Linked DNA regions of Mus musculus: all the other regions are linked to region 4. The links are chromatin contacts, called in public HiChIP or PLAC-seq and promoter capture Hi-C maps. All regions are on one chromosome and are shown on one strand. The core of a region is the stretch at or near the end of the contact, and the rest is flanking DNA. Distances in the headings are between cores, read along the strand shown. Region 1 holds the start of Napa (N-ethylmaleimide sensitive fusion protein attachment protein alpha). Region 2 holds the start of Meis3 (Meis homeobox 3). Region 3 holds the start of Ehd2 (EH-domain containing 2). Region 4 holds the start of Ccdc61 (coiled-coil domain containing 61). Region 5 holds the start of Zc3h4 (zinc finger CCCH-type containing 4). Region 6 holds the start of Nop53 (NOP53 ribosome biogenesis factor). Region 7 holds the start of Inafm1 (InaF motif containing 1).

Region 1 (3,265 bases), core at 14-2,513, 2.8 Mb before region 4:
CTGTCCCCAACACCCAACTCACATAACACTTTCCTCAAATGTTCCCTGCTAATCAGCGAAGTTCAGTAAAGAAGAGATACAGATTCCTGCACCACAGCACACTATAGGGATTGGAATCACTGTGGGCAGGGCCCTGGGGACTGACCTTTAGAATAACTGTAGATTTACAGAAAACTAGCCTATGCTAGTTCCCACATAGCAGTTTCTGTCCTATAGTAAGATGTTGCTCTTACTATAGCATAGTGTATTTAGTACAGATACTGAACCACTGTCAATAACTGACTGTCCATGCTTTATTTAGACTTTTCCACTAATTTTTAACTGTGTGTGTGTGTGTGTGTGTGTGTGTGTGTGTGTGTGTAGGCCAGAGGTTGATGTCAGGAGTCTTCTTCAGTTGTTCTGCACCTTAGTTTTCGAAACCAGGTCTCTCTCTGGCCCTGGAACTCATTGATTCTGCCAGACTGGCTGGCCAGCAAGCTCCAGGCATATGCCTGTCTCCCACCCACCCATTCCTGTTACAGGTGCCCGCTGACACACCCAGCTTTTTACATGGGACTGAGTATCTAGTGACATTCTGTGTGTGGCACTGCAAGATACTCCCTAAAGGCATTGTGTGTGTAGGTTAGAGAACAATTTGGAGGAGCTAGTTCTCACCTTCTACTATGTGGGTCCCAGGAATAGGAATATGGTTGTTAAACTTGGTAGCAAATGCCTTTAGCAGCTGAGCCATCCAGCTAGAAATGGAGACCTTCTGGATTCCCCAAGCCAATTCTAGAGACGATCGCCAGAGGGAGTAAGAAGGTTCGTTTTCACTGCACAGTTTTTTCCCAAGTGACTATGACGTAAAGCGAAACAGGAGGCGGAGCTAAACTGCTGGGTCAGTCAAACCTGGAGCATGAACCTAGAGGCGTCACATGAGCGCCGCGACACTGGTCAGGTGATTAGTGTGACCCAGTTCCGCCGAGGCGTGGCAGAACAAGTCTATAGAGCCTGCTGATTGGTTGGAGGGAGTCAAAGGTCGCGCTTTGGGGGCGGTGGGCTCTTGGCGGTTCGGGCTTATGATTGGCTTATTTGGTGTCACGTGGCAATGCGCTTGTGGGGGTTCCAGGAGGCTAGCGGCGTGTGCTCACGTGTTGGGGGGGGGGGGGTCAAGGTGCTGAGTGCGGTAGCCGGAGGGGGCGTGCCGGGAGGAGAGTGCCTCGCAGCTTGAGCCCACTGGTTGGTTCGCAGGGTTCACGTGGGGTGGCAGGCCTGGGTGACGTCAACGCAGCGGGCGGAGCTCCGCTGAGTGCGCGGTGTCCGGGGCCTGTGAGTCGTCGCCAGGCTGTGTCGGGCCTGAGCCGAGCAGCTGCGCGACGTCATGGACAACTCCGGGAAGCAGGCTGAGGCTATGGCGCTGCTGGCTGAAGCGGAGCGCAAGGTGAAGAACTCGCAGTCCTTCTTCTCCGGCCTCTTTGGGTGAGCAATGGGCGAGGCTGGGCCCAAGGCGGGGAAGAGCGGGCTCTTCTGCTCTGCACTTTGGGAGCCCCTCAGCGGCCTTGCAGGCCCTGGCCGTGGCCCTATGGCTGACGACACCCGCTGACTGGTGGCCGCGCCTTTCCCAGGCCGGTGCCCGTGGATCTGTGCGGCCCAGGCTGCCGGGGTGAGGACACCAGACCGAGGGGACCCGGGCTGGGGCGTCCTTGGGCATGATGAGCCGGAGTACGAGGTGTGAGGGTGAGTGGGGCCCTGCTAAGAGTGACTGATGGCGAGGCCTGGACTGAGAGGTGGAGACTTGTGCTTGGGGAACAAGCATGAATGGACAGTGACACTGGTTTTAGCCAAGACAATGGTGATGGGAGGATGAGGCACACAAGAGAATCATTAGGGTGGTAGGACCACCGCCTACTAGGTGGTCCTCAAGTCTGGAGTCTGAACACACCCAGGAGGTGGCAAATACCTCACACAAAGTTTATGCAAGTTTGCCATCTTCAGCCATATTAACTTAGGAGCAGCAGAACCCATGCTTGGGATGCGATTCCGAGGTTTCTTTATCTTAAGGGAGTAGGTCTCTCTGAAAGGGCTTGTTGGTAAAAACTAACTGCAGAAGTTTGTTATGAGTATAAACTATGTGTACTGTGCTCAGAATTGAGTCTGGCCCTCTGAAAGGCTCATCAGGCAGGAAGAAGCAGACTCAGAGAGTGTAAGATGCTGATGGGGAAACCAAGATGGTAGGAATTGGAGTGCTTGAGGGGTCTGGGGAGAGGGCCAGAGCCTTGGGATATAGGAGGGGGTAGGGGGAGACGACACTACATGGCAGCAGGCAAAGCTCTTGAAGGAACAGGCAGAGAGGAACACTGGGGAAAGGTCCAGGCAGGTGTTGAGGAAGAGCTGTGCAGGGGTAGGACACAAAATCAGAAGCCTCCAAAGCAAGGATGGAAGGATACAGAAGACAACCAGGAAGTTGGGGAAAGCTCTGGGAGAGACTGTTATAAGCTGGGTGAGGACAGAAAGACATGAAGGGGAGGGAGAGGATGAAGCCATCCCTTGTTGTTTGCCATCAGATAATGTTTAGCAAAGGAACTTGAAAAATGTTTATACCTGCTGCACAGACATCTGGTTAATGACAGGCTATGTCAGTTAGATGAGAATGTTTCATTAGAGAGAGTGTGAGTGTGTGTGTGTGTGTGTGTGTGTGTGTGTGTGTTTCTTCAGTCTTCACAAGGGAAGAAGTTCAGGTTAGGCGTGGTGTTGGGGCGGTGCCTCCCGCTCAGTTTTCAGCAGTAGTTTTCCTGATGGCTCAGTGTCTGATCTCTTTGGCCCAGAGAGATAAGTGTAGAGTTGGGCTGCTCCCAGGGGAGCAGCTGTGTGTCCACCTGTTTACCACTTCCCAGCCACTGGTAGAGCAGAGCTTTCTGGTATAAGGTATACGTTTGTATCATGCACTTAAAGTTCTTGAGCTGAAAAGAAACTTTGAGAACTTGAGGGAGGCTTTTGGTGAGGAGTGAAGCTGGGAACAGTGGCCTGGGAGGGCAGTCTAGGCATCAGGGATGGTGGGACAGGGACAGAGATGGCTTCTTAGAGGGTGGGCTTTCATCCAGGGCTGAGCAGGAGATCTAGGGGACTCTCAGTTGGAGAGCAGCAGAAGGGAGAAGCTTGAGAAAAGGCCCAGAAGCCTGCCTGCTGAAGGAAGAGTTAGTACAGGCAGAGTTCCAAGGCAGACCATGACTTTGGGGGGTGGGGGCTGGACATAGATGAAGCCTGTGAGCATGGGCTTGGATTTGAG
Region 2 (3,298 bases), core at 155-2,654, 2.7 Mb before region 4:
GCCCTGGTTTGTTGCAGAGAGTGAAAGGCATGTTAGAGAAAGGTCTGGACTCCATCAGGATCTGTGGGTGTCCCAGGTGACAGAACAGGGTGAGGAGAAAGAGGGGCACACTCAGGACAATAAGAGGAGCTGAGAAGAAGCAGGGTCCTCCCTCCTCCATAGCCTCTCAGGCCCTCCCCACCTGTCACCCCTGCCCTGGCTTTTGTTTTATTTCCAGCAGAGAAGATGAAGGAGTGCGAGGCCTGTTTATGGGAGTCATAAAATGTACCTCCAGCTAGCCCAGCGGGGCTCACACCACCAACAGTGAGAGAGTCAGTGAGCAGGCTCTCAGCTGCCTCCACTCTCTGCGCTCTCTCTCTCTCTCTCTCTCTCTCTCTCTCTCTCTCTCTCTCTCTCTCTCTCTCTCTCTCTCTCTGATTCTGTTCCCTTCTCTGTCCCTTTCTCAGGTTCCCTTTCTTTCCTTCCTTCCTCTTCCTCCCCCAACCCACATCCTCCTCTTTTCCTCTGGTTTTTGGAGACAGAATCTTACCGTATAAGCAGGCTTGCATCCAACTCATGCTCCTCCTGCCTCAGTCTCCCTGAGTACCACACACACCCGGCACAATTACTTTTTGCCACTGGAATTTCACTCCAAAGCTTGTCTTGGGGTTTGACTGACAGCTTTTGTCTGCACCGCCTCAGTGGCTAGACCCACGATTTACACCCCACCCCACCCCCACCCTCCCACCCCCGCAAGGCTCGGAGGTCCCAGGCTGCTCCCCTAGGGGCAGCTGAGAGGGCTTCATCCAGGCTAAGGGCCTTCCTGAACACAGGGCTCAGAAGGACAGAGGCACACACATCCCTGAGGGAAGCACAGCAGCTCAATACTTTGCCACTTCTAGACACACACTGGAGCCTCGGGCCGACAGCCCCCTTGTCCCCCCAGGGGAGACAAGGGACAGAAACGGAGCAAGAAGACAAACGAAAATATAAGCTTGGTTCTTTCCTGTGCCTGGTTTGCTTTAATCCCGTCTCATGGTTAGACAGGAGAGACAGAGACAGAAGAGTGACCAGAGAGGAGGGGCAAAAAGCTACTGCAGACCCCTGGCGGCCAGGCAGGGAGAGAGCAAGAAGCAGTGAGGACCAAGAGGGAGGGTGGGGACCGCGGGAAGCTCCAGACACAAGACCCCGCGAATCTGACATACAAAGGCCAAGGTGGGTGGAGGCAGACCTGGAGTCCAGGAAGAGGAGAGGAGGAGGGAGGGGACAGCACGGAGGGAAGAAGGGGAGGCAGAGAAGGAGAGGGAGGAGGGGACTCAGAGGAGAGGGGAGGGACAAGACAGGAGAGGGGCCGCTCGGGAGGAGGCCCCGCTCCGGCAGACAGCGGGTTAAGCGTCTCCGCGTGAACTTCCGGATGTGACACAGGCCGGGCCCGTGTGAGCGGAGGAGCCGCCGCCACCCTCGGCCGCGATCCGCGGGTCTTGGCCACTCGGAGACCCTGGCACCCGGCGGGGACCTCGGGGACCTCCTGCCGCGATGAGCTCCAGGCCGTGACCTCCCGAGCCCAGGACAGGCGGCGCCGGCTCATGGCCCGGAGGGTAGGTGACTGTGCCGTCCCGCCCTGAGCCTCTTTCTGCCTCTAAATGTCCCTTTTTGCCCCTTAGAGTTCCTTCTGCCCCTCCCTCTATTCCTCTCTGTCACTCTCTCCCCCTCACCCCCCCTCCCCTACTCCCTCTATCTCTTGGGTCTTCCCCATCTCTACCCTCTTCCTGTCTGCTTTTCCCCAGGCTTCTGTTGTCTGAGACCCACCCTGGGGTTAGGGGTGGGACATCTCACCAAGCTGCCAGACAAGGGAGAGCAGGGGAGAGATGCGAGCCCTGAGTGTAGGGAGGTTTGGAGACGAACCTGGCAGGAGGTAAAGACCCCATCGTCTGGGTTCACGGTGGGCAGCTGGGAGCAGGTGAATTCACTTCAGGATGCTTAGAGAAGTTAGCCTGCGGAAGCAAAAGAGGAGTGACAGCCACCCAGATGGCCCAGTGCGCCCAGGTCGGCTGGAGAACACAGGACCCTCTGCCTCATACCAGTGAGCCCTTTGCCTCTTGGCGCCCCAGTCTCCCCACTGCTAAGAACCGTCTTCTACCTGGAGATCAAAGGTCCTGCTGCCCCATTGTGATTCCGTAACAGGAGGACCCAGAAATCTGGCTCCTATACTCTTGTTTCTGGTTGGGACTGTTTGCATGGTAGAATAGGGTTACCCTCCCCCAAATGTATTTATTGACTGTTGTCTGATTGTGCTAAATGTCTTTCATTTCCTCATTCATTCAATTCCAACTTGGTGCTAGGTGCGCTCTGACTGACTGACTGACTGTCTGTCTGTCTCTGTCTCTGTCTCTCTGTGTAAGTATATGTGAATGTTTCTCTCTCTCTCTCTCTCTCTCTCTCTCTCTCTCTCTCTCTCTCTCTCTCTCTCTGTGTGTGTGTGCGTGTGTGTGTGTGTAGTTGTCTCTTGCAATTCGGGGTGTAGTGCTCTAAGCCTGCATGCTCTGGAGAACCTACCCTATAGCATACATGTGCATATGTATCACATGCATGTGCATGTCGGCTGTGTGCCCAACTCTGTGTGGATATGGGTATGGTGAATTTACATGTTGGATGTGATAAATTGTTAAGACATTCAGAGGTGTGTAGTGTAATAGCACTCCAGAGGTCAAAGCAGGAGAATTGCTCTGAGTTCCAGGCCAGCATGGGCTGCAAAGTAAGATTCTATCTCAAAACCAAACAAAGCTGGTAGAGCCCTGCCTAGAATCCCCCAGTGAGGGGGCTGGGGGCGTGGCTCAGTGGTAGAGCCCCTGCCTAGAATCCCCCAGTGAGGGGCTGGGGGCGTGGCTCGGGGGTAGAGCCCCTGCCTAGAATCCCCCAGTGAGGGGCTGGGGACGTGGCTCAGTGGTAGAGCCCCTGCCTTGAATCCCCCAGTGAGGGGCTGGGGGCGTGGCTCAGTGGTAGAGCCCCTGGCTAGGATGCACCAGGCCCTGGAACCCAATACTACAAAAATAAAACATACACTTGTAAAATAAATAGGAAGAAGCTGTGCATATGCAGGTGAATTTTTTGGATTTTTCCAGGTTGTACCTCCTGTCAGACCCTGTGCTTTCCTCGCTGTTCTCCCTCCCTGGCTGGTTCCCCCAACATCTCTGTCTCTATGCTTCTTTGCCATTATCTCTCCCTCAGTTCCTAGCCATCCAACTCCTTCCTAGATGTCCCTTTGGGGTCCTGAACAGGACTCTCATGCCTGCTTGGACTGCTCTGTGTGATTCTGCGA
Region 3 (3,483 bases), core at 838-3,337, 2.9 Mb before region 4:
TTTTTTGATTTTTCGAGACAGGGTTTCTCTGTGTAGCTCTGGCTGTCCTGGAACTCACTCTGTAGATCAGGCTGGCCTTGAACTAAGAAATCCACCTGCCTGTGCCTCCCAAGTGCTGGGATTAAAGGCGTGCGCCACTATGCCCGGCGGTCTTTTCTTTTTGATATCATGTCTTGTGTATTTCATGATGCACTTGAACAGAGGATAATCTTGACCTTCTGGTCTTCTTGTCTCTACCTCCCTAGCTCTGAGCTTACAGATGTGCACTGGCATGCTGACTTTTATCCTGAGTTGGGGGCTAGAACCTCAGGCTTCAAGCAGGCTAGGCAAGCACTCTACAAACCCAGCTATTCCTCAACCTTACCCACACTGTTTCACGGAGGAAACTGAGCCTCAGGAAGGCATCAGTAGCTTGCACGGGTTCATCGAGCTGGAAAGCACTCCAGCTGGGCTCCCATGTTAGGCCTCAAAGCTTAGGGGGAAAGTTGTCACCAACCTTGCAGTAGTGAGCACCCCTAAAGCCAGACCGTGCTCTCTGTAGTGCCTCAATGCCTTCACGAGCCTGTGGTGTCTGGGTTGATGCATCTCCTGGCTGTCAGTAATAGTCTCTCCCCTTGCTCCATAGGTAGACGCTTATTTTAGTGACTTTGAAGAGCCAGCTTTTGGTCAGATTGGAGTCTCTAACTGTCATTCCTCACAGAAAGAATGGAGGGCTCCTTAGAAGAGCAGCTGTCCCAGAGCTGTGGCTGTGGCTGTGGCTGTGGCTGTGGCTGTGGCTGTGGCTGTGGCTGTGGCTGTGGCTGTGGCTGTGGCTGGGGCTGTGGCTGTGGCTGTGGCTGTGGCTGTGGCTGGGGCTGGGGCTGGGGCTGGGGCTGGGCCTGGGGCTTGGAGGTTAGGAAGGAACAAGCCAGTCTGAGTCAGCTCAAAGGCCACCCAGCACTCAGCCTGAAATGGCTCTCCTTAGCCAAAGATGAGACAATTTTTCCTTTTTTTTTTCTTTTATTAAAAATATTTTATGTGTCTTTATGTATGCCTGTGTTCCATGTTCATGGCCCCTTGGGGGCCAGAAAAGAATTTTGGATTCCCCTGGACTGAAGTAACAGATGGTTTTGAGCTACCATGTAGGGCAGAGTGCATATCTGTAATCTCAGCACTAGGCAGGCAGACACAAGATTAGAAGTTCGGGACCATCCTCTACCTCTACCTCTGGAAGAGCAGCCAGTTCTGACTCTCAGTGAACTCTCCACCACCAGCTTCCTCTCCGACATCCCCGCCCCCTACATTCTCACTATGTAGCTCTGACTGACCTGGACCTATGTAGCCCAGGTTAGCCTTAGACTGAGATCTGCCTGCCTCTGCTTTCTACATCTTGGGGTTCAAGGAGTGTGCCACCATATCTGACTCAAAGATGGGACAATTTAAATATCAAAACAAACAAACAAAACCCCAAACGTTGCAAATCAAAATATAAAATCATTGTGACTTAAAGGAAAAGGGAAGAGTGGAAAGAAAATGGATTGGAGGGGTGGGAGAAATAACGGACGGAAGAACCTGTGACATAGATGAAGAGAGGGAACCCTGGAAATGTCCCAGGCAGGGAGGCAGCTGAGGGGCATCTCAAAAAGGGGTGGCTGAAGAGTCTATGCACTTCGAGAGGCAAGAGAAGGCTCTTGGGTGGCAAGACGGACCAAGGGGAGCAGAGATGGGTGTGGAGGGTAGAAGGCCACTTCAAAGGGGGAGTCTTCAAAGATGAAGGCTGGGTAGGGACTGGGAGAACTGGGGGAGGGGGAGGGGGAGGGGGCTATACGGAGTACTAAAGAGAGGCTGGGGAGATCTGAGGAGGTTGAGGGAAGATTTGAGGAGGGGTGGGGGTAGTCCTGGAGTGTGGGAATTGGGAGCGACTGGGACGGAGAGTGCACAGACTGTTACAGAGGGGAGCGAGGGTGAGAGGTGGGATTTGGGGAGCACTCACCAGGGATCTGGGGAGCGCAGAGCAAGCAGCCCGAGCTCTGTCCTGTCCGCAGTGGAGTGAGACGGGTGGGGCCGCGTGCGCTAGGAGCGGCGAGCAGGGCGGGCCCCAGGCCCCCTGTCCTAGCCCGCGCCAGCCTCGGGCGCCCCCTGGCGGGCACTGTGAAAACGCGCACAGGTTCGAGCGTGCACTCCTTAGTTCAGTGTGAGCCCCATCCTCCAGCTTTTGGCTCCCTCTCTTAGCAAATAAGTTGACAGAGGCTGCAGCAGGCCTACCAATAATTTGTCTGATCATAGTGGTGCATGCAAGTTTGAAGCCAGCTGGACCGCGTGGGGGGGGGGGCGGGGATCCTGTCTCAAAAATAACTGTAACAACAGTAATTTTAAAATCTTAAGTACAAGACGGAAGAGTTAGATGGTCAGCATTTAAGAATACTGACTGAGCCGGGCGTGGTGGCACACACCTTTAATCCTAGCACTTGGGAGGCAGAGGCAGGCGGATTTCTGAGTTCTGAGGTCAGCCTGGTCTACAAAGTGAGTTCCAGGACAGCAGAGCTATACAGAGCAGAGCTATACAGAGAAACCCTGTCTCGAAAAACAAAAGCTAAAACAAAAAAACCTCCACCCCCCCCCCAAAAAAAGAATACTGACTGCTCTTCCAGAGGACTTGGATTCAATTCCCAGCACCCACATTACAACTCACATTACAACACATATTACAACAGCTCACAACTGTCTGTAACTTCAAGATCTGACACCCTCACACACACATGTGCAAAGCAGGCAAAACACCAACACATATAAATAAAAGTAAATTATTAAAATGTAAGTGCACAGGCCCAATGTGGTGGCACAAGCCTTTCATCCCAGCATTTGGGAGGCAGAGGCAGGTGAATCTCTATGAGTTTAAAGCCAGCCTGATCTTCATAGCAAATTCCAGACCAGCCAAAGCTACGTAGTAGAGACGCTGTGTATCTACTATAAAAACAACCAACCAACCACCACCAACACCACCGCCACCAACAAAAACACAAGGGGGAGAAACCTCAAGGCCATGGGGCTAGGGATGTGGCTTAGTTGGTACAGTGCCCATCTAGGATACATGAAGCCCTGAGTTCTATCGCCAGCACAGAATATGCCCAGCACGGTGGTGCAGGCATACACTCTCAGCATCAGTTCATAGACACAGCACACGGGGTGGTAGTTTGAATAAAAATGGCCTCCGTAGGCTCATAGGGACTGGCATTATTAGGAGCTGTGTTTTTGTTGGAGTAGGTATAGTCTTTTTGGAGGACGTGTGTAGGGGGTAGAGGGGGGACATCGAAGTGTCAAATAATCAAGCCAGGCCCAGTCTCTCTCTCCCTGCTGCCTGCCAACCTAGATGTACAACTTACCTCTTCAGCACCATGTCTGCCTACATACCTCCACGTTTCCTGTCATGATGATAACAGATTGAACCTCTGAAACTGTAAGCCAGCCCCAATTAAACGCTTTCCTTTATAAGAGTTGTCGTGG
Region 4 (3,290 bases), core at 468-2,967:
AGAAGAGCTGGCCTTTGGATAGAGCATGGAGTTCAGAGATGGATACGGGAAAGAGACATCTGGGTAAACAGAGTGAGGGAAGTGGTATAGAAAAAGTGATTGCCCAGAACATGAAATTCGGGTATGAAAGGATTAAAGAACTCGCCCAAAGCCACAATGATTTCCATAGTGGGTCCCAGAGTCAGTGCCAGGGCCCAAACTTGGGCAAACAGATACCAAAGCTCACACTCTCTTCTCTAGGTTTGTTTTGAGACAAGGTCTCCCTCTTTAGGTAAAACGAGCCCCAAGCTCATCCTGTGACCCAGACTGATCTCAAACTGCCAGTCCTTCGCCTCAGCTGCCCAGTCCTGGGATTACAAAGGTGTGCCACTGTAGGATGCGTTATGACACTTCAGGGTTCATTCAGAGGGGCTGTCCAGACGACTCAATGGGTAAAGCTTCCTGCTGTGTAAACCCAAAGAGCGGAGCTTGACCCCTAGAATCCACAGAAAGGTGGAAGGAGAGAACCAACCCAGTGTTGTTGTCCGACCTCCACAGCCACAGCCATATAGCTGGTCCTTGCTACTTTGTGGGTTCTTTCCCCCAGGCTTTATCTCCCATTTTCACCCCCTAAATACTAGATAGGAGAGAAAACAAGGATAGAGGGGAAGAGAGGAATTAGGAAAACCCCTGAATCTAATTTCTTTCCTTTTGTTTCTTCTTCGACCGTGACTACTAACAAACCACAACCAACCTTCCTAAATGACCAACAACCCTGCACACATGCACATACACATACAGGCACACATGCTTCTTGGGGGCCCTAACATTTATATGCTCTCTAAAATGTTCCCAAAATTCCAAATGTCACACAATCGAAAAAAAAATTATCTGCAGCTGGCAAAAACACACTTCTGCTAGAGCAAGCGGCAAATCATAGTAAGCTGAGAACTGTCCAAAACAGGTACACCTGGGATTAAAATGAAAACATATTCTTATAATATTTCTGTGTTTTTTAAAGGAACCAAAATTCCAAAGCTGTCACTACACACCCATCCTGTGATATGAATCCCCCTCCCATCACACACTTGTGTGAACACACAATAATTTCTATGCGTTCAAGGAAAAAAGGCGAGACACTGTCTCAAAAACAAAACATAAGACTCGTTCCCGACCTCGGCAGCAGTGGTAGAACTATTGACTAACATTTCAAAGTTTGTCATCTAGCACTGCAAAGAAAGCGAGAATTAAAAGTGATTTCACGACAAATAACTTGCTCAGAGCCTGCACACAGTAAACGCCTCTGGTCCGTAGGGTAGGAACACACCCTCAACCCTGGAACCTCAACCCTGCCTTGTCTTCACCTGCCTCCATCCTCCAAACCAACTCAAGTTCAGAACCTACGGCATCTCGAGGACACCCCCTCCGCACCTCGTGGGGTGTAATATATATAAAATAAAACTCTACCTTACAAGCTCTAGTGCAGTATTCGGTAAGGGTTCTCTAAGTTCTAGCCGCGTATCTCGCGAGCGACAACATGATGCATTAAAGACCCCGTGAAATCTCCAGCTTGCATAGGTTCTGGCGTCCACCTGCGTGAAAGAATCGGTGCTCTGGGGACTCCCCACTGCCCGCGCCTGCAGCCCGCGCCTGGAGCCCGCGCCCACACCCGCGTACTCGCTCTTCACCTCCACGGACTCGATCTTCACGAGCGGTTCAACCGCCGAAGTTTCAGCTCCGCCCACATCCGGCCTTCTCACTTCTGATTGGTCTGATCTTACAGGCAGCCATGTTTCCATAAGTCAAAAGCGACGCCCGTCACTCTGTCCCGCCCCCATGGGAGAACCCGCCTTCCGAAGTTTACAATTGGTCTATTTGGAAGAGGCGTTACTAACACGTGTGGGGAGACCTCCGAGGTTTACAGTCTGTTTCTAGTGATTATTGGGTAGATATTCTGCCAATCATAAGAAAAAGGTGGTCCCTTGGAGTAGAAGGAGGATCCCGGAAATAGCATTTTTACTCCGCCTACCACACCCACCACCCCCAGCAAGGCAGGCCTCGCCCACAGAGAAGGAAGGGGCTGACTAGAGTGTGGAACTTGCTCAGAGGAAGGTCCGAGCCTTCAAGTCAGGAGGCTTAGAGGATATTCTCAACTGTAAGGACAGCCTAAGTATACCCTGATCGGTTTGCTAGACTTGGCTTTGTCAGTGCATGCATGACAAAACCTCAAGTGGCCCAAGCTAGTCTCCTATGCATCCTTGAACTCCTGATCCTCCTGCCTCCACCTTCCCGGTACTGAGATTACTGGAGTTGTACCACCATGCCTGGCATGGCACTGGCTTCATTAAAGCTCAACACAGCAAAGTAGGAGTTATTTTTTAATAGTTTTAGATTTATTTATTTTATATGTGTGAGTTTTATGCCTGCGTGTATGCCTGTGCACGACGCGTGTGCCTGGTGCCTGCAGAGGTCGGAAGACGGCGTCAGGAGCCTCGGACTGTAGTTACAAATGGTTGTGAAGCACCTTAGGGATGCTGGAAACTGAGCTCCAGGCCCTTTAGAAGAGCAGCCAGTGCTCTTTTTCTTTCTTTTCTTTCTCCCCAACCTCCTGAAGTTGTCTTGAGACATATCTCACGCTATAGCTTTGGCTAGCCTGAATTTCACTACGTAGATCAGGTTGTCCTCGAAGTCACCGAGACCCCCATGCCTCTGCCTCTACCTCCTGAGTTCTGGGATTAAAGGCACATACACCATGGCATCAGGCTAGAGGAGTTTACTTATTTATTAGATGACACTTTGTGTGTGTGTGTGTGTGTGTGTGTGTGTGTGTTAGGGTGCATGTGCCACGACCACAGCATCTGTAACCCTATTCCTAACAAAACAAGAACAGGATACCAAGCTTTCACTAGCCAGCCTGCCTAGCCACTCAGTGAGCTCCTGGTTCAATGAGAGATCCTGTTCTCAAAAATTAAGGTGTGGAGACCTTGAGGAAGATTGCAATATTCACCTCTGATCTGTGCAAGGGCAGACAAAGGCTCAGTGGGAGAGCCCCTGCCTAGAATCCCCCAGTGATGGGCTGGGGGCGTGGCTCAGTGGTAGAACCCCTGCCTAGAATCCCCCAGTGAGGGGCTAGGGTGTGGCTCAGTGGTAGAGCCCCTGCCTAGAATCCCCCAGTGAGGGGCTGGGGGCGTGGCTCAGTGGTAGAGCCCCTGCCTAGAATCCCCCAGTGAGGGGCTGGGGTGTGGCTCAGTGGTAGAGCCCCTGCCTAGAATCCCCCAGTGAAGGGCTGGGGGCATGGCTCAGTGGTAGAG
Region 5 (3,335 bases), core at 453-2,952, 2.5 Mb before region 4:
AGCGGTTTAAGAACCCGGTCAAGATCTCCACTTCGCCCTCACAGTTGGCACCACCCTTCTCGCCTCCAAGGATGACGCCACTGGCTGAGTTATGTAGTGACGTCATCTCCGGGCCGCCTCTTCTCCAGCCCCTCTTCGGGAACGACCGACTCCTGGGACCGGTCTCCGGCTTTCGGTTAAATTTTTTCCCCTCCCATTATTCTCCCACCTAAAACTTTGGGCTCTTCCCGCCTTCCTTCAAACTAGCAATTTTCGGCTCTTCTCGCTTGCTTTGGGGGCGAGTTCCTGAAAGTCATTTACCCTTGAGTTAATTAATCGCCTTTCTAGCCCCACCCGTTCAGCTTATTCGCTAATTCCTATTCGCTCCGCTCAATGTATTTCGGCTACTTCCGCCTCCTCCCGGGATCCCTTCCCTGACTTCGGCTCTTTCCGGACTCTCGCCTCGCCCCCCCCCAGGGGGGGGCTTCTCCCATCCCGAAGCGCTTCGGCTATTTCCGGCTCTCCCGGCCTTCCCTAGCCCCGCCCCCACGACCACCCTTGGTCCTTTAGGTGGGTCTCTGATCCGCTCCGCGTTGCTGCAGTGACCTAGATCTTCCCTCGGCTCTTTCCGGCTTTTTTCAGAGTCTCGTTAATCTCAGCTGTGTTCGGCTCTTTCCGTGCCCTCTCCTCCGCCTCGCCCTTCCGCTTCGGCTCTTTTCGCCGACTTTCGGGCGGGCTGGCTCTGCCCTTCTCCACGTGACGCTCCTCCGGCCTCTCCGCTACCCCCTCCCTCCACGCCCTTCCTCCGGCTTCAGCCTCCGTGCTTGTCCCGGCTGTGCCGCCATTTTGTGTGAATTCCTGACCGCGGCGGGGGCCCGGCAGCTGGGGCATCTAGGGCGGGCAGACAGTCGGCCCATCTCCATAGCCCGATCCCTCTTCTCCCCGATTTTTTTTTAACCATCCCCCCTGCTCGCTCTCCTCTCCCCCCCTTTCCCTTCGCTTGCTCCGTCGCGCGCGGGCCCGCGCTAATTACACCCAACCACCCACCAGTGTCCGTGTCCCCCGGGTCTCAGGCCTTGGGGGGCCGCGTGTGTGTGTGCGTGCGTGTGTGGCGGAAGGGGACCTCTCGTCCCGATGAGGGTCCCGTGCCCGTGAGCGAGTGACCTCAGGGCCAGGCTGCGGAGAAAGCAGGCGGCGGGCGGCCTTGCCGGGGCCTAGGCCTCGCGGCCTACGTGGAAGTCGGCTCAGAGGTGACTCCGAAACCGAAAAAAAAAATACTCGATATCGATCTATGTATCTATATGCCCAGTTCCCATCAGGAGGCCCCGGAGCGCTGAAGTGTGCCCCTCCCGCCACGCCCAAGCAGTCCTTTTTGGTGCATTAACATCCCCTCCCCCTCAAAGGAACGATGGAGGCCGTGCCCGGGACCCCCCCGCCGCCGCCATCAGAGTCGCCACCGCCGCCATCGCCACCGCCGCCATCAACGCCTTCGCCTCCTCCGTGTTCCCCCGACGGCCGCGCGGCCACCCCGCACCTCCTCCACCACCGCCTCCCGCTCCCTGACGACAGGTCAGGCCCCCCGGCCTGGGCCGGGCAGCGTCCCCCGTGGGAGGGGGGGAGGAGGAGGAGGAAGGGGACGGCCGCCATGTTGGGCCGGGCCGCGGAGGAGGAGGAGGAGGAGGAGGAAGGGCGGGGTCGGTGGGTGTCTCTAGCTCGCTCGCTCTTTCTCGCTTCGCTTTCTCTCCCGGCCTCATGCGTTGCCCCCCCTCGCGGCGTTCGCCCGCTCTCCCTCGCTCTCGCTCTGTCTTTTTTTGGGCGCCATGCTGAGGGGAAGGTGAGGAGGCGCCCCCCGGACCCCCCGCGCCCGCCGGTCTGTCGGTCCGTCCGCCCGCCCGGGGCACGGGCCGCCAAGGGGGTGGGCTTGCCGAGGCCCATCAGCCTCCTCGGCCGCCCCTGCTCCGGGAGCTGGCCGTCAGCGGCCTGTCGCCTGGCTTCGGGGAAGGCTTTTGGGGGAGGGGCCCCCGGATTCTCTTGTTTTAGGGGCATCTCCAGCTTGCAGCTCCTCTCTTAAGGGGTTCGGAGTTGGGGGTCTTCCCAATCCCCTACAGTATCCTTTCTCCTGGGGGACGCATACCCTGTCCATTTTGGATAGGTACCCGAGTCTAACGGAGGCAGAAAAATGGGGGTTTGGATCAGCCTTCGCTCTTTCGTTCTAAGGAGGACTCCTTAGGATGGGGGCTCTGGTGCACTTTTAATTTTTTGGCGGGAGGTATTTTCTAGCTTCTCCCTAGAAGGCAGGCAGGTAACGGGTGCATTTCCAGCTCTTTTGATTAAATCCCCTGACCTTCTTTGGAAACCCTATTGGTTTTTTTTTTTTTTTTGGGGGGTCCCTCTCTTTTTGTAGGTAGGTGACAGTCAGTGGTGGAGGGTCCTTAGTTTTAAGGTTTTTGTTTTTTTGCGGGGGGGTTGTATGAAGGTTGCTTTTCCTGCATTGGATAGTAGAGGAAGTTGGCCACCGCTTTCTCCGGGCATCGCCCCCTCTTTGGGGCAAAACAGGGTGCAATCGCCCCCTTGGGAGCAAAGATCTCCCCCGTGTGCTTTGGCAGGACGTGAACTGTGGCGCCTCTTGTCCTCTAGTGCGAAATGGGTTCCCCACGCCCTTCTCTGGCGGGTGATAATGGGACCAGCCCTGCGTGTTTTGAGGATGAGAGGTTTGGGGCCATTTTTGCCCTGCTGGAGCCGAAAGATAAGGGGTACATAGTTTGCTGATTCCTGGGAGCTGGAGTGAGTAGGTTTGAAAATAGGTGGGTTTCAGGGAGCAGAAAAGCTAGTCTTGCAGGCGGGGGTGGGGGTAGGGTGGAGAATGCGCTAGACAGAAGCCTCGCTCGCAGCCGTCAGGGAACCGCAGAGGACCCCTTCAGACCATGGGTCTCAGCCCTTTCTCCCCACTCCCACCTCCTGTTCTCCCTTTCTCCTTCACAGACCCTCCTTTGCCTTTTAAAAGAAATGCCACCCACATTCAAAGACACAGGTGCAGCAGTTTGGTGAGCTTTTTTTACAATTTTTTTTTTCCTGTTTTGTTCTAATTAAATGTATCGTCCTGGGAATCGCAGCCCTTCGCAGTCAAGGAAATAAACAGATTAGCGGAGGTCTGTTCGCTAAGCCCACGTTGGGCTTCCTGGTCCCCTCGGGGGCAGGTGCTTTACTCAAAGGTGCTTGCAAGCTTTATCCGACCTCTAAGGAGTTCTCTTATGTCAGAAGTGTATGTCTTACAATGGGTTGGGATGGTAAGTAGCCTCTTTTATTGAGTAATTCAATTATCTCCCTCTTTTAGTCCCTTTCCTGCCTGCTTACTC
Region 6 (3,142 bases), core at 476-2,975, 3.0 Mb before region 4:
AAAGCCACTGGCTGTCCTGCTGGACCAGGCACTGGCTTGTTTTCAGTACCTGCTGAACCAGGCTTCCCATTTTAAGTGTTTTTCTGCCTCCTTGGTGAAAACCCCACTCAGCAAAGCAATCCCTAACTTGCCCTTATTTTCATGTCCCAGCAGGTCCCAGCCCAAGTTCTGCTGGAGTAAAGCCATCTTGCCAAGACATGTTTCCTTCCTCCTGGCTAAAAGAGATCCTCTTGTTCTCTCTGTTTTGAGACAAGGTCTCATTGTGTAGGCCTGGCTGTCCTGGAGCTCACTATGTAGACCAGGCTGGCCTGCAACTCAGAGAAATTAACGTTGTGGGTTATCATGCTTGCTATCATATTCTTTGGGGAAGGGGGACAAAAAAAAAAAAAGCTGAATGATACAGCTCAATAAAACCAAACAAAAATGAACAACAGGTCACCTTTCTTAATCATCTCAAGCTTGTTTCAAAGCCATTCAAAGTAATTCTTTATACTAAAGACTGCCCCTTCTAGTCTCCAGTGGTAAAGCATACCTTTATTTCCAGCACTCAGGAGGCAGAGGCAAGCAGATCTAAGTTTGAGGCCAATATGGTATACATGGTAAGACTGTGGTGATGAACCACACCCAGCACTGACTCGGGGAGGCAGGGACAGGTGGATTTCTGAGTTCAAGGCCAGCCTGGTCTACAGAGTGAGTTCCAGGACAGCCAGGGATACACAGAGAAACCCTGTCTCGATCCCCCCTCCCCTCCAAACTTGTGATCAAGACTGTTTCCAAAATGAGAGAGAGAGAAAGAGAGAGAGAGTGTGTGTGTGTGCTTTGCTTTAAATTATGTCATCAATGCAGATCTCACGGGTGCAAGACTCAGAGAACCACCAGCACACAACTTCATAAGAGCACTCCTCACCTTTTCTCTTGAATCCTGTGTCCACGAAGAAGAGCTTTTCGTTTGGGGCCTCTGCCAACAAGCCACTGAAGGATAAAAATGCAGACTATTTGCCAAAGTAATGCTGGAAAGATAACAGACCCTTAGGGGTCTAACTTTTTGGGCCCATCCCAACTCTTCCTCAAACCATGGGCTACACCTGGAGCTTTCACACAGAATTTAAAATGTACCACGATGGGGTGAACGTACTTTATTCTCTTTCACTTGAAATTCAAACTCTGTAGCAAAAGGTTTTAATGCCAGCACTCCGGCGGCAGAGGAAACTTGAGTTCGGAGCCAGGCTTGTCTACATACCGAGTGCCAGGTCGTCCTACATAGTGAGGCCCTGTTTCAAATTTTAAAAAAAACTAGGGGAAAACTTAAACTTTGTTGGGATTTTCGCACGCTTATTTGTTAAAGATACTATTGATAGGTCTCCCACACCGAGCCGGGATGCCCGGTCCGTCTAGCACCAGGTCGCAAAGCGCACGGCCACGCCACCGGAAGTCCCGCCCCACGTACCCGGTCGTGCGCTCCTGTAGCCGGACGTCTTCCAGGAACTGGTCGACCTCTAACCCCAGCGGCTCCTCGGCGAGCCTCCTCCAGCCGCGCTTCTTGTTTCTGGGGCCCCGCCGCCGCCGCCTCAGAGCGGGATCCACCGAGGTCGGCCGCAGCCCCAGGAAGCCAGAGTCCGCCTGGCTTCTCGAGCCGCGCTTCTCACCGTCCCTGTTACCACCCGCAGCCATCTTCTTAAAGGAAGAGCTTAGTCGCTCTAACTCCGATATCCGGTTTGGAACGTGCGCGTCTCGAGTGACGTAATATGACGCACTTCCTGTTTGCGACCATCTTGATAAAGCGTAGTTTTTACATAGAGAGTTTTACGTCTTGGCAAAAGGATAAATCATCACGTTCAGTCTCTTCTTATTTTAAAAATGTTCGAGCCGGGCGTGGTGACGCACGCCTTTAATCCCAGCACTCGGGAGGCAGAGGCAGGTGGATTTCTGAGTTCGAGGCCAGCCTGGTCTACAGACTGAGTTCCAGGACAGCCAGGGCTACACAGAGAAACCCTGTCTTGAAAAAACAAAACAACAACAACAAAAGGCAGGGTTTCTTTGTGTAGCCTAGCTGTCTGTTAACTCACTCTGTAGACCAGGCTGACCTCGAATTCAGAGATTCGACCTGCAATTTCGGGTTGGTAGGGAGTAGGCTATGTGGATTCTTGGTTCTCACTCTGAGTAATTTACCTTACCCGGTATCATAAAATTTTACTCAAACCATTTTGTTAGTTATACAAGTTTTTTGTTTGCTTGCTTGCTTGCTTGCTTTCTTGGTTTGGTTTTTCGGGAGAGGGTTTCTCTGTATAACCCTGGCTGTCCTGGAACTCACTCTGTAGACCAGTTTCATACGTGCCTTGCCATTTTTGCTTCCCTTTGCCTTCTCACTCCTACTGAACTACCCTTCTTTCCCCCAAATGCCCTCCTCCCTTGTGTCTTTGTAGTTTTGTGACGTACTGGATTTACTAGGATTTTTTGTACCAGCAATGAGTGAAGAGTTAGTTACTAGATCAGAGGCAACTGACCAGTGTGTATGCCATTGAAGGACACCCCTCCTTCCCAAATAGTAACTGCCAAGGGACGGAGTCCAGTCAAATTTTCTTTAACTCTTTTTATTAAAGAAGATGCTGGGTGTGGGGCTGCCAAGATACCTCAGTAGAGAAAGGCTGTTGCTGCCAAGCCTCAGATTAATCCTCATAACCCATATGTTGGAAAAAGCCAATACCTGCAAGCTGTTTGTTCTTGACCTTCACAAGGTATGCTGTGGTGGCATATATGCTTACACGCCGTTATGAAATATAATGTGGCAAGGGAGTATTTTTGGAGGGCCTGGCCAAGGTGTACCCCTGAGAAGTTACACCATAAAACAGACCTAGTGTAAAGGTTTATTGGGGGGAACGCAAGAGTACTGTGGGACTTGGTGAAGGGACAGAGGCAGACAAGTGGACAGATAGACAGGCAGACAGATGGGGGGCAGAATCATGAGGGCAGAGAGAGGGGACAGAGAAGGAGAGGGAACATTGGTGGTGGAGATCAGAGAGAGAGAGCTGGGGTGGCAGGTGGGTCCTTACATCTACTGGTACATCTGGCTGCCGTAGGTCATGATGTAAGCACTGGCTGGGTCCCTGAAAGCAGGCCAATGGAATTGCCTGTATAAAACACA
Region 7 (3,448 bases), core at 778-3,277, 2.6 Mb before region 4:
CACAAAGTGGGAGGGGGTGACTCAGTGGGAAAGCACTAGAGAGACGGTGTGAGCCAGTAGACACAGGAGCACGGTGACAATATGGAGACACTCTAAAAACAGAGAAAGAGAAAAGCAAAGAGAAGGTAGCAGAGGGACACAAAAAAGGTTGAGGGGCCAAGGGGCTGGAGGAAAAACCAGGAAGCAGAAGGGAGGCCAAAAAGGACAGGCAAGAGGACCCCTCCCCCCAACTCACTGCTTGGTGGTGTGCAGTCTTTGAGCTGACAGGCTATGCCCAGGGATACAGGCTGTGACTCTCTGAAAGGGCTGAAGGACAAAGTGGAGACAGAGCAGAAACCAACGCTGTTCTCAGGTTTCGATCACTAGTTTAATTCTGAGCAACAATGTGTTGTCTTCCTTTTACAAGACCAGAGAGATTTAAGTACATTGCTGTACATCATCCCGTGGGGGATGCTGGTAGGACAGAAGGGAACCAGCAGGACAGGTAACACTCCCATCTGACAAGAGGCCTCAGGTTCCTGATGCTGTCCAGCCTAGGGGGAAGGCAGGCCATAAAGGAAACCCCTTCTTGCAGCTGGCCAGCAGAGTATATCCCAGGCCTGCCTACGGCCAAGCCACAGTCATGGGTAAGGGAAAATGGACTCAATCGCATGACTTCTTTATCAGAAGCTACACCAGTCTCAACATGGCACCAACAGCAATGCAGACCAGTTTTGGTTTGGTTCAGCTATATGCTCCACACTTCCAAAGCAGCAAATGTCACCACCCAAACCAGGACAAGCTAGCTTACGGGTGACATCCTCTACCCCTGCCATTGCAAACTATACCAACTGCAGTTTCCAGCACGCACCACTGTCTCCGAAGCTATACGAGATGACACCCCGAAAACTGGTAAGGCCTTTACAGTATCTGACCTTCAATGGCCCCGAAAACTGGCAAGCCGCTTCTCCCCATTCCAACCCAAAAATTACATGTGAGCAATGAGAGAGGAAAGCCTTTAAGGCCGCGCGGCCACGGAGCTAGAAGGGACCAGCGGCCGAGGCCAACGACCACAGACCAGGTAAGCCAGCTGAGGCTGGAGTTTATTGCCGATGAGCGCTGAGTCCCGGGAAGGAGCAAGGTGGAATAAGGTCGGGCAGGATCAGGACCGCGGCAAGGAGAGAGGCGGCGCCGCGCAGGCGAGGCCCGGTGGTGCAGATAGACAGACGCAGGCCACGGTGGGGGCGGGCCAGACTATCCAGGCGCTCGGCGCGCGGTCTCCCGCGTCGCTCCCGGAGCTGGGCGGCGACTGTGGCGGCGACTCCGTGGCAGTCCTGGCTGCGGTCGTGGCCCGCCGGAGGCCCCAAGCAAACAGGATGCGGGTGCGGCCGGAGGCGGGGCGGGCGGTGCTGCTCGAGCACACGGAGCGGCCGCAGCGCTGGGCAGGGGGTCGGCGGGGCCCGCAGGCGGCCGCGTGGGAACCCAGATGAGCCCGTAGTACACAGCAAGCAGCACAGCGGCCAAGGACACACACAGGAAGTAGGCGCAGACAGGGGCGAGCCGCAGCCATCGGCCACGGGGACCCTCGCTCAGCCCCGTACCACCCGGGCTCTCGCCACCACTGCCCACGCAGCTCGAGCCCCGCATCGCGCTGCCCACTCAGCCTGCACCGACCCCGCCCCCACCCCAGGACCGCCTCAAGCAAGCCACGCCCCTTCCAGGACCACGCCTTGTCAGACAGCACCCCCCCCCCAGCTCAGCTACATCCTAGACACGCCCCTACCGCCTCTGACCCACCACTATCAAGATTTCTTAGCTCTACCCCCTCAAGGCCACGCCCACTCGCTCTTCTCCCGCCCTAGCTGTCACATTTCCAACCGCCTATTCCTGTTTTCTACCTCAGCCCTCTCCGCGCTAATCGAACCCCTTCCTTCTTCGACCGACTGCAGCTCTGCACACTAGCATCCCTCTGCCCGCCGGAGCTAAGGTTCCTACTCTGTTGAAGCCGGAGGCCTACGGAGCTTCTGAACGCTAGCCCCGCCCACCGAGCCCCGGCCCCGGCCCTCCCAGTCTCACATCCCTGGACTACTACGAGAGTTCCGAGACCCAGTTCCCTCCATCACCCCTGCTGGCCCCTTCCCCAGCAACTCCGCACCAGCGTAAACTTCTGTTCCCTAGAGGCGAGGGATCCAGGGTGGACTGCAGGGAGGAGAGCAGCCAGCCTGGGAGCCAGGCAAACCTGCGCTGCCGCCCCTCCCAGCAGCATCTTCAGGACTGCGAGACGGCCTGCGGGGTGGGAGGAGAGAGGTGTGAGGATGAGAGGAGCACTCTCGTCCCGCCTCTTCCGCCAGCCAAGCACAGCAGCCTAGCCTGATCAGCTAGCAGCACAGTTCAAAGGTTGGCGGTAGCACGCGTTTAATTCAATCCCTAGCTGCAGGTTCCTGCACACCCAGGCCTCACAGGGACTGACTCCGAGGGTTCGACCAGACGAGTGCGGTCGGACTGGCACCACTGGGTCCTCAGCGAATTTAGAAGACTCCCCTCGGGCCGGGCTCGTTGCTAACCTGCTTCCTCCCCCACTAAGTTTAACCCTGGCCTGGACGGAGTGTAGCAGAAGCAGAGGAGCTGAAGGTTAGTACAGAGCGAGGCACCCTGGTCTGCTGGCGCTGTCAGCGGGCAGCCCCCGGCGGCGGAGCAGCCGCCACCACCTTGCAGAAACGCACCCTCTGGAAGTCTGTGATCTCCGCCGTCTCCTGGCCCTCGGGGCCCACCTCTAAGGAGACAAAAAGCGGTAAATGGAGGACCAGCCTGCCCGACCCACCCTATCCCGCACCTCAGTCAAACCCACCTACAACTTGGCCTCCAGCTTACTCGACCCTCAGGAGGCCCCTGAAGCAGGAGCCCCTCCAATCTAACCCTGTTGACTACTGGGAAGTGCTAGTGTAATGAGCTCATCCACTCCTCCCAGGACCCCAAACTATCCTGTTTGGCCTGGCCCCTTTCCGAAGATGTCCTTGGCTTCCACTCTCACTATTCCTTTGACAGCCTTTCCTGGCCTCTGCTCCACATCTTATTCTACTGCAGGGGAACTAAAAGATGAACACAAGCAGTAACCTGGCTGATCACGTTAAAGTGACCAAGATCAGTCTCTTGCTTCTACTACGTGGGATCTAAAATCCCACTATGGTCTGACCCAAAACCGCTAACCCTGCCTTCAGATAAGTCTTAAGAGCCGGCTCATTCATTAGTTAAAGTCGTTCCTACCTTTAATTAACCATGTTTTACTTTTACAGGATCTCTAACCAAAATCCAGTTTCAAGCTCAAAATCCTATCGCGTCACCCTCTTACCTCTGGGAATATTCAGATTTCAAATCCCACTTTTAGCTCCTTCCCTGAGCCCAACTTCTTCCTTGCCCAGCGTTCAAAGTTATTCACAATTTCTATTGGCTGGGGCCTTAGGGCCCACCC

The links. Promoter capture Hi-C pulls out the DNA fragments that hold promoters and counts their contacts. HiChIP or PLAC-seq counts read pairs in DNA pulled down with a chosen protein or histone mark. Capture Hi-C pulls out chosen DNA fragments and counts their contacts.
Region 1: a contact with region 4 is called in a promoter capture Hi-C map of liver, with 5 times the contacts expected there. The contact joins the promoter of Napa here to the promoter of Ccdc61 in region 4. A contact is called at or near these places in 2 of 39 promoter capture datasets (embryonic stem cells and liver).
Region 2: a promoter capture Hi-C map of pancreatic islet shows a contact between it and region 4. The contact joins the promoter of Meis3 here to the promoter of Ccdc61 in region 4. A contact is called at or near these places in 1 of 39 promoter capture datasets (cranial neural crest) and 1 of 9 other capture datasets (pancreatic islet).
Region 3: a promoter capture Hi-C map of hippocampal neurons shows a contact between it and region 4, with 9 times the contacts expected there. The contact joins the promoter of Ehd2 here to the promoter of Ccdc61 in region 4.
Region 5: an H3K27ac HiChIP or PLAC-seq map of epiblast stem cells shows a contact between it and region 4, with 6 times the contacts expected there. The contact joins the promoter of Zc3h4 here to the promoter of Ccdc61 in region 4.
Region 6: an H3K4me3 HiChIP or PLAC-seq map of stem cell-derived neural progenitor cells shows a contact between it and region 4, with 9 times the contacts expected there. The contact joins the promoter of Nop53 here to the promoter of Ccdc61 in region 4. A contact is called at or near these places in 3 of 484 Hi-C or Micro-C datasets (B cells, cerebellum and liver) and 1 of 115 datasets of contacts at active chromatin or transcription factors (stem cell-derived neural progenitor cells).
Region 7: an H3K4me3 HiChIP or PLAC-seq map of stem cell-derived neural progenitor cells shows a contact between it and region 4, with 6 times the contacts expected there. The contact joins the promoter of Inafm1 here to the promoter of Ccdc61 in region 4. A contact is called at or near these places in 2 of 115 datasets of contacts at active chromatin or transcription factors (astrocytes and stem cell-derived neural progenitor cells) and 2 of 9 other capture datasets (adipose tissue and liver).

Annotation. Positions count from the first base shown.
Region 1 is chr7:16,097,317-16,100,581 of GRCm38.p6, forward strand. It overlaps Napa (N-ethylmaleimide sensitive fusion protein attachment protein alpha), which reads left to right and starts at 1,264. Exons shown (of 11, transcript NM_025898.4): 1 at 1,264-1,458. The coding sequence starts at 1,361.
Region 2 is chr7:16,173,991-16,177,288 of GRCm38.p6, forward strand. It overlaps Meis3 (Meis homeobox 3), which reads left to right and starts at 1,405. Exons shown (of 13, transcript NM_008627.4): 1 at 1,405-1,577. The coding sequence starts at 1,566.
Region 3 is chr7:15,965,448-15,968,930 of GRCm38.p6, forward strand. It overlaps Ehd2 (EH-domain containing 2), which reads right to left and starts at 2,088. Exons shown (of 6, transcript NM_153068.3): 1 at 1,973-2,088.
Region 4 is chr7:18,908,687-18,911,976 of GRCm38.p6, forward strand. Ccdc61 (coiled-coil domain containing 61) reads right to left here and starts at 1,718. Exons shown (of 14, transcript NM_001033314.3): 1 at 1,447-1,718.
Region 5 is chr7:16,399,494-16,402,828 of GRCm38.p6, forward strand. Zc3h4 (zinc finger CCCH-type containing 4) reads left to right here and starts at 1,703. Exons shown (of 14, transcript NM_198631.2): 1 at 1,703-1,813. The coding sequence starts at 1,800.
Region 6 is chr7:15,944,383-15,947,524 of GRCm38.p6, forward strand. It overlaps Nop53 (NOP53 ribosome biogenesis factor), which reads right to left and starts at 1,726. Exons shown (of 13, transcript NM_133831.3): 1 at 1,448-1,726; 2 at 908-972. The coding sequence starts at 1,671. It overlaps Gm24576 (a long non-coding RNA gene), which reads left to right and starts at 1,711. Exons shown (of 2, transcript XR_391165.4): 1 at 1,711-1,918; 2 at 2,079-3,142. It also overlaps a transcript of Ehd2 not described here.
Region 7 is chr7:16,271,665-16,275,112 of GRCm38.p6, forward strand. Inafm1 (InaF motif containing 1) reads right to left here and starts at 2,028. Exons shown (of 1, transcript NM_001136270.1): 1 at 349-2,028. The coding sequence starts at 1,626. The coding sequence ends at 1,234. It overlaps Ccdc9 (coiled-coil domain containing 9), which reads right to left. Exons shown (of 14, transcript NM_001382411.1): 14 at 2,378-2,752. The coding sequence ends at 2,649.